Regions from separate parts of the Cyprinus carpio genome. Here region 1 is linked to region 2. Evidence: chromatin contacts called from public Hi-C data. All regions are on one chromosome and are shown on one strand. Each heading gives the region's core, a stretch centred on a gene start, on an enhancer-like site or on the middle of the called end of the contact. The rest is flanking DNA. Distances are from core to core; before and after follow the strand shown.

Region 1 (3,637 bases), core at 674-3,173, 130 kb after region 2:
CATACATACATCTTTAACAGTCGTGAAAATGTGGACTAAACATGCTGACATCTGAACTTCACGATATTAAAATAATAATGAAAACAAAGACCACCGATGCTCCCCGGGGCTCAATTGCGCAACAGTTTATCACTTACGATAAGGATCTCATTACGCTCCGTTCTTTTACAAAAGAAAAGCGAACCAAAAATGACCACCTTAGCACGAGTATCCCTTTAGTTACCCCTATAGCTACTCGTCGTGGCACAACAAACAGAGATTTAGCCAAATACACCAGAGTTCACTATTTTTCACCGACAAACGTCCCGGATGTCTGCCAACATTGTAGTTGCGCTCGTTCTTTGAGAGATGAGAAAAGTGCTCGACATGACAAACATTTAAGCTCAGAAAACCTGTAAATATTTTAAACATGCTCCTTACCTGGTTGAGTGATGTTCTGGCGGTCCTCGGCACGCGACATCCTCTCGTAGTAAAGTTTTCATACAGCGTGCAACTGTGTTGTTTACAAAGTTCTGAGCGGAATCCCGATTGGTTCGGGTCGAGCCAAGGCGACGCCCCGACGCTCAAGCCCCATCTGACGCGACGCGACAAACTTCATTTCACCGCGTCGCAGAGTTGTTCATTATAATAGAAACCGTTGTAGTTTGTCGCGTCGCTTGCAGTTTATGTACGTGTATGTAGTCAGAGAGTTGCGCTTTGAAATCAACTGTTATGATCAGATTTTGCACAAGGTGGTGCCATTGTCAACCTTCTCCACAAAGTTTCAGGACTAGCAGATTAGCAGATTTACCATTATGCTTTATTCGACACAGCAGGAAATCAATATGATGCAACAAACACAGCAAGAATACAACGCAACAACATACAAGTATAATACATCATTTATTTTTAAAGTGACATTGTTTATGACCGGCAGGTATCCCCATACTTATTACATATTGCAAAATATTCTAAAACAAAATGAATAATAAAATAATTATATATATTTTTAAATTGTAAAATATTTACATGACATTTGTTGTACTGCCTTTTATTTATGTCAGTTTTTTATGGCGCTGCGTAATGTCATAAATATAATGTCAAAATAAAAAATATTGCAGTGGTCCAAAAATGTGAGTTGAACATGTTTATTATGATTATGATGACGACGATGATGATGATTATTATATATACATACATATCAAGAGTAACAAAATGTAGTAAAACGTACGGTAACTTAATGTTATATAAAAAATCACATGACAATAAAATGACTTCATACATATATGTTCTCCAAATATAATTTTTTTTAATTGAGCCACTATTTATTAGTTAAAGGAATTAATAGTAAAATATATTTAGATACATTTCAGACTTATTTAAATGTTAGCCCCATATTATTTCTTAATATAAAACAAAAATAATCTCACGGTGTAAAAAAAATGCAGTGTAAAAAGTCATATATTTAAGATTTTTGTTTGTTTGTTTGTTTATCTGCTTCCCATCATGCATGGTGGCTGTTAAAGCATATAAGTCTGACAAAAACATTTACCAAATTCTAACCCAGAGGTGTTTGTAGAGGTAAATTCTGAACAGCCTGTATTGAAAATATGGGGGGAAATATCTCTTTTCTCAATAAAACTGCATCTTAAACAAGACCAAACTAATTATTTTTACAATCTTGCATGATATCCTTGTCTTCGAGCCTTGTCTCTATATAGGTGCTCTTTTCAGAAGGTTTAATCTCCTGAATGGACTTTAAAAATGTTAATTCATCCATCCATAACTCGTTTCTTTCATTCAGTGCTTTTTATTATCACCCTATATTATCGTATTATGTAATGATGAAGTGACTTGGTGTGCCTCGCGCTCAGTGTTTATGCGTGGCGTCACGGCATGCGCTCAGCGCCCCTCCTTCGCGTTCCTCTCGGTGTTGTTTCCGCATAATTAGAAGGAATCCCCGCCCAACCAGATCCCAGCTTGGCTGCGTTGTTTGGGGACAGTCCGAAGATGGCGACGGCCCAGCTGTACTGCGTCTGCCGGCAGCCGTACGATGTGAGCCGGTTTATGATAGAATGCGATATTTGTAAAGACTGGTTTCACGGCAGGTAAGGAATTCAACCGTGTCTTCGTCATCCGCTGCGTCGGAAAGGCATCAAATACCCGCGTATGAAATCCTATGGCACTTCGGGTGTCAGTAAGCCGTGCGTTGAGCTCGCTCGCTCGCTCGCACTGAGACGATTTCACGCGCTGCTTTGTCAATATTACCAGGCGTTAATCGCCGCGTTTGCAGTTTTCACAATATAAACGCTCACGTTACCCGTCTGTTAAAGCGTCGTTATTGTTTTGCAGTAACATTGGACTGTTTTTCCATGGCTTCGCAAAAAAATCCAGCGACCCGAGCAGCAAAAATGGGTTCACGTAGGGTTTTCTCAGAAGCTTTTGTGGCTGGGAGTTGCAGAGCATCAGCTGACATTAACCCCTTATGGAGTTTTATGTCACATAAAAGTAAATAAATGTCAGCATCGAGGTGCACGTGAGACTGTGATGTGTCAGACGTCAAGTGAAGGTTTATTAATGTTTCACACTTAACAGCAGTTGGGTCAACGTGCTACATGTCAAACAGCAAATACTAAAATGTAAACATAAGATGAGAGATAAACAATTCAAAGAGCATTCTGCTACTTATATTTACGAAGAAGAATGAAACTGTTTAAAAGGCAATAGATGTGATTTTTGAACGAAGTCCTGATCGATGTGGTGCTGAAACTTGCATGCTTTCGAGTGAACTCGTGCGTGATGTTTTCTCAATACTCACTATCTTGTTTCTTATTGTTAAAAAAATTATAAACTGTATTGGTTGCTACTGTAGAGGCATTAACAGAAAATAAAACATGCGTTTAAAGAGTTTTATATTGTTAGGATTTCGCGTTCAACATTAACATTGGCTTGCCGAACAACATCTGCTTATTTATTTTATTTACTTAATGGTTTGTTTTATTTTTATGCAGCCCGTATTGCGAACTGTATTGCTTTTAGCTCGTATATTAAATGTTTAAGACATGCAGGTTATTTCTTTGTTGGTTGTTCTACAGCAGTCATAATGTGAAGCGTGAGGAAACGTGTAGTGGAGGGGGGTCGATGAAAAGTTACATGGGGAATGGGAGGGGTGTAACTAAACAAAGACGTGTGGTTGAGTTTACGAGATCAGACCGTTCCCTATTTCTCTCTTTAAATGTGCATTACATATTGCTTGGAAAGTAGCGTCTGGTTTTGTTTTTTTGCTGGGTTTTATGGGAGTATTAAATATAAAAAGGAAAGTCACGTTTGTAATGGAGCTCAGCGCCTTAGGTTTCTGTGATTGTTTGGTCTTTTTGATTGACAGCTGGGGTCGGGCATTTAAATCCCCCAGTTTTACAAATATGGGCATATGGTTCCGCCTCTTAAAGGGACAGGTACCGTTTGACGTGTGGAGCGCGGAGCTGAAGCCATGTGTGAAATGCTTGGGATAAAATTAGTTTGAACCCTAAATATAGCCGAAAAGCGTGCGGAAACATTGCTTGTTTATAAGTGTGAAATTGCTGGATGGCGCGTTTGTTTTCGTTTACTTGCGAACCTTTACACATTAATGTAAGGAAGAACTGTGTGTATATATTAA
Region 2 (3,242 bases), core at 340-2,839:
TTTGTCATTTTTGTTTTTTGTTGTTTTTTTTTTCCTCTTGAAGACTGATCACAGCGTTCCTGCAGCAAGCTCACAAGTTGATGTCTCGTACATCGGTTGGGGTGCTGGACTGGTCTTGGTCATCAAGTGCTTTGCTGCGCGGGCCACCCTGTTCCTGCTGCTGCTGTTTCTGCTGTTGCCGGCGGCCCTCCCTCAGGTTATTCATCAACACTCTCTCAATCTGCTCCTGGCATTCCTTTAACACATCCTGCAATGCATTAGACAAAAGGCGTTATACAAACAGGTCACTTACATAGCTGCGATGTCTGTACTAATCCAGAATCACTTCATCAGTAGTTTTACAGTCAAACCACAGAAATTATATATAATAATAATTATACACAATTGTTATATATAATAATTATAGACACACACACACACACACACACACACACACATACACATATATATATATACACACACACACACACTTTCCAATAAACAAATGAAGATGCACTGTTGCACTGTGAACAGTTAAAAAACAAAAACAATAGGTGTACCACAGTTTGCTGTGTTAATTACATCCATGTCCTGTGGATAAAACAAGACAGTGTTTCGTTTACGATTTTCATATCCTTTCATTTTCGCAACAGCATGTAATGACCTAAGGGGATCTCACTTGAGCCCATCAGAGGGTTCTTCCTGCTCTGTAGAGCTAGGAGCAAAAAAAAGATAATATATGAGTATACCCAATGCAACCCTGTGGGTGGCTCCAAAGAGCACTTGACATATTTAAAATGGCTTTCACACAGTCACCAAAATGAGCAATAATGCCCTCTAGTGAAAGTAAATGGATGCAGGGTGATCAAAGCTCTCCCTCCTGTTTAGTGGGTATGTCTGAGGCACACCAGGCGTCTGTGGGAAGTTTAAGAATGGCCAATGGGTAGGGCCCATGGAGAATGTGTTGCTTGTGGAGAGGCTGCATTCCTTTGACATTTACTGCTAATTGAAAGCTGATGGGCACTTATGTTATGCATGGCTCCTGGGCCATGTGCTTCATGCCTGTAGAAGTAGTGTATCACACAAGAAAAACATCTGAGGTGTTGGAAGTGATTGAAAGAAAGCATTTAATCTTTTTTTTTTTTTTGAGGATGAGCCTAGTGTAACTCAGTGGATGTTTTCTTTGGTGTGTTATCATGGATGACAATGGGCACCATCCTTCTAGAGGTCTCCTGTTTCCCCCCACAATAAGCCATTATTAGTCATGATGAAAATTTATTCCTTCTAGAAAATTAACTAAAGCATAAAACATGTAAAGAAACTGCATGTGTCTTACCACAAGAATGCCATGCCTGAGTTCTTAAAAGACATTTCCCTGTGTGCTGCTCTTTATAGCTGCACAGCCAAGCTCATGCCAAGCCCCAAAGGCTTAATTCAGGCAACTCTAATAGCTTCAATGTGTGACTACTGGTAAAACCAGGACTTGCTCTAGAATTGCTTCTCAATTATTAGATCTAGAGAAGGGTGGCACTGGTGAGCTTCAAGATAGAGTAGGTGGTCCCTGCCTAATCCAACCCCGCCCTGATCAAGAACACACTCTATCCCACCAGAACATGGCTAAGTTTGTTAGTCAAACAAGTTAATAAAAATGGATCAAAACCAAAAGGAAAATGCAGCTCTAATGGAGAACCAGCAGAGTGTAATGTCACTCAGTGTGTGCCATCTTGGACAAATGAAGCCTAAAGAAGAGACTTAAAGTAGCCACAGAAAATGTGTGTTTTTTTATTGGGAAGTGAAAGCAAGGATTGCTGGGTTCAGAGCACGGCCATCACAGCATTGAGAAATGAAAGGGATTAAGATGTCCCAGAGGCCTAATGCAAGAGGCCAGGGGGCCTACCACATGATCCTGTGTACCAAAATAGCCTTGAAGTTCTTCTCTAAATAATTTGCAACTTTTCGGTTCCAAATAACATTTCGGTTGCAAATAACAGAGTCCTCATGACATTATGACTTTAGGCAAAGGAGCATTCTCAGCATGCCAGACCCAAAGTTTCTAACATTTCACCTACTTTTAGAAACTGCTGTATCTCAAAAAATTTTCACTGTGCATTCTCTCTTCCTGAATATTTTCTCCATACGCAGAGCTTTACCTTGTAAAGCTATATTAAAAGTATTCTAGAGGTGCACAAGCACACAAATTCATGCCTCAAAATAAATAATTCAAGGCCTCATTTAAAGAAACTGAAAACAACAGCCCAATGAGCATCATTTACTGTATTTACTTGAGCTACAGTAACAAACTTTACTGTAAAAACCCAGTGCCAGGTGAATATTTATTGCCTTTTGCTTCTTTCTTAGAGGGACCTTAGAGTATTTGTGGAAACTTCAAGCCAATTTTTTAGCCTTCCTGGTTTGGCATACATGTGTGTACCTTACTGCTACACAGAGTATGCTTCACCAGGTGTGTCTTAGGCTATACACACATTCCAAGGGCAACTGGAAGATGCTGGCTGCCCCTATCATATGTCTACTGGAAACTACAGGCACTGGACACCACAAATGTCAGCAAGGTTCCTGGTGGGTAGGCTGGCAGTATCTTTGGCATTAGGTTGACTTTCCTTCATACTGTCTGACCGCTCACCTCCCAACCTCTGCCTCAATCTGTAAGGTCCTCATACACTAAGGTAAAGTTAAATAGACAAAGTCTTGTTTATTGAAGACTAGGTTTTTCTACTTTACTCCTGATATAGATATCTCTCTGATTTTCATATCTCTGATTTACCAAATGGTCAACCAATTCCATTTAGATAGGACCTCTAAGATTTTCTCAGAGCAATGCAAACACAATTCTGATTGGTAAAGTGAATTATTTGTCCCAAACAAATTCAGTGACCAATTTAATCTAAGGGTGCTTTTACACTTCATTTATTCAGTTCCTGGGTCTGAACCATGTTTGATTGCACCACAGCCCTCTGCTCCCATTGAATTGTTCACTGAATTTTTAGTTTTGGAACTGCGGTATGTTTGCATCATAATCATCATTAACTTACTGACCCTCATGTCATTCCAAACATACCTGACTTTCTTTTGTGGAGCACAATAGAAGATATTTTAAAGAATGATGGTAACCAAGCAATTTTGATTACCACTGACTTCCATGGTATGGACGAAAAAAACTGTTCTCAGAATTTCTTCTTTCATGTTTCACGGTAGAAAGAAAGTCATAAAAGAGTAAAGGATGACAAAATGTTCATGCTGTGTGA

Evidence for each region. A called contact is a pair of places that touch in the nucleus more often than the background predicts.
Region 1: a contact with region 2 is called in a Hi-C map of skeletal muscle, with 2.3 times the contacts expected there. The contact joins the promoter of LOC109050914 here to the enhancer-like site in region 2. A contact is called at or near these places in 3 of 8 Hi-C or Micro-C datasets (liver and skeletal muscle).

The regions. Positions count from the first base shown.
Region 1 is chrA25:8,946,691-8,950,327 of ASM1834038v1, forward strand. It overlaps LOC109050914 (lysine-specific demethylase 7B-like), which reads left to right and starts at 1,924. Exons shown (of 20, transcript XM_042715341.1): 1 at 1,924-2,087. The coding sequence starts at 1,990.
Region 2 is chrA25:8,813,657-8,816,898 of ASM1834038v1, forward strand. ccnd2a (G1/S-specific cyclin-D2) reads right to left here. Exons shown (of 5, transcript XM_042715338.1): 5 at 1-247. The coding sequence ends at 71. It overlaps LOC122135578 (a long non-coding RNA gene), which reads left to right. Exons shown (of 4, transcript XR_006153605.1): 2 at 44-196. Among protein-coding and RNA genes, the nearest start is that of LOC122135578, 4.6 kb to the left of the region's middle. Within about 2 kb of position 1,590, at least 2 of the 8 cell types and tissues checked have an H3K27ac peak or open chromatin away from gene starts, as enhancers often do. A contact at or near this core is called in skeletal muscle, where this site is marked.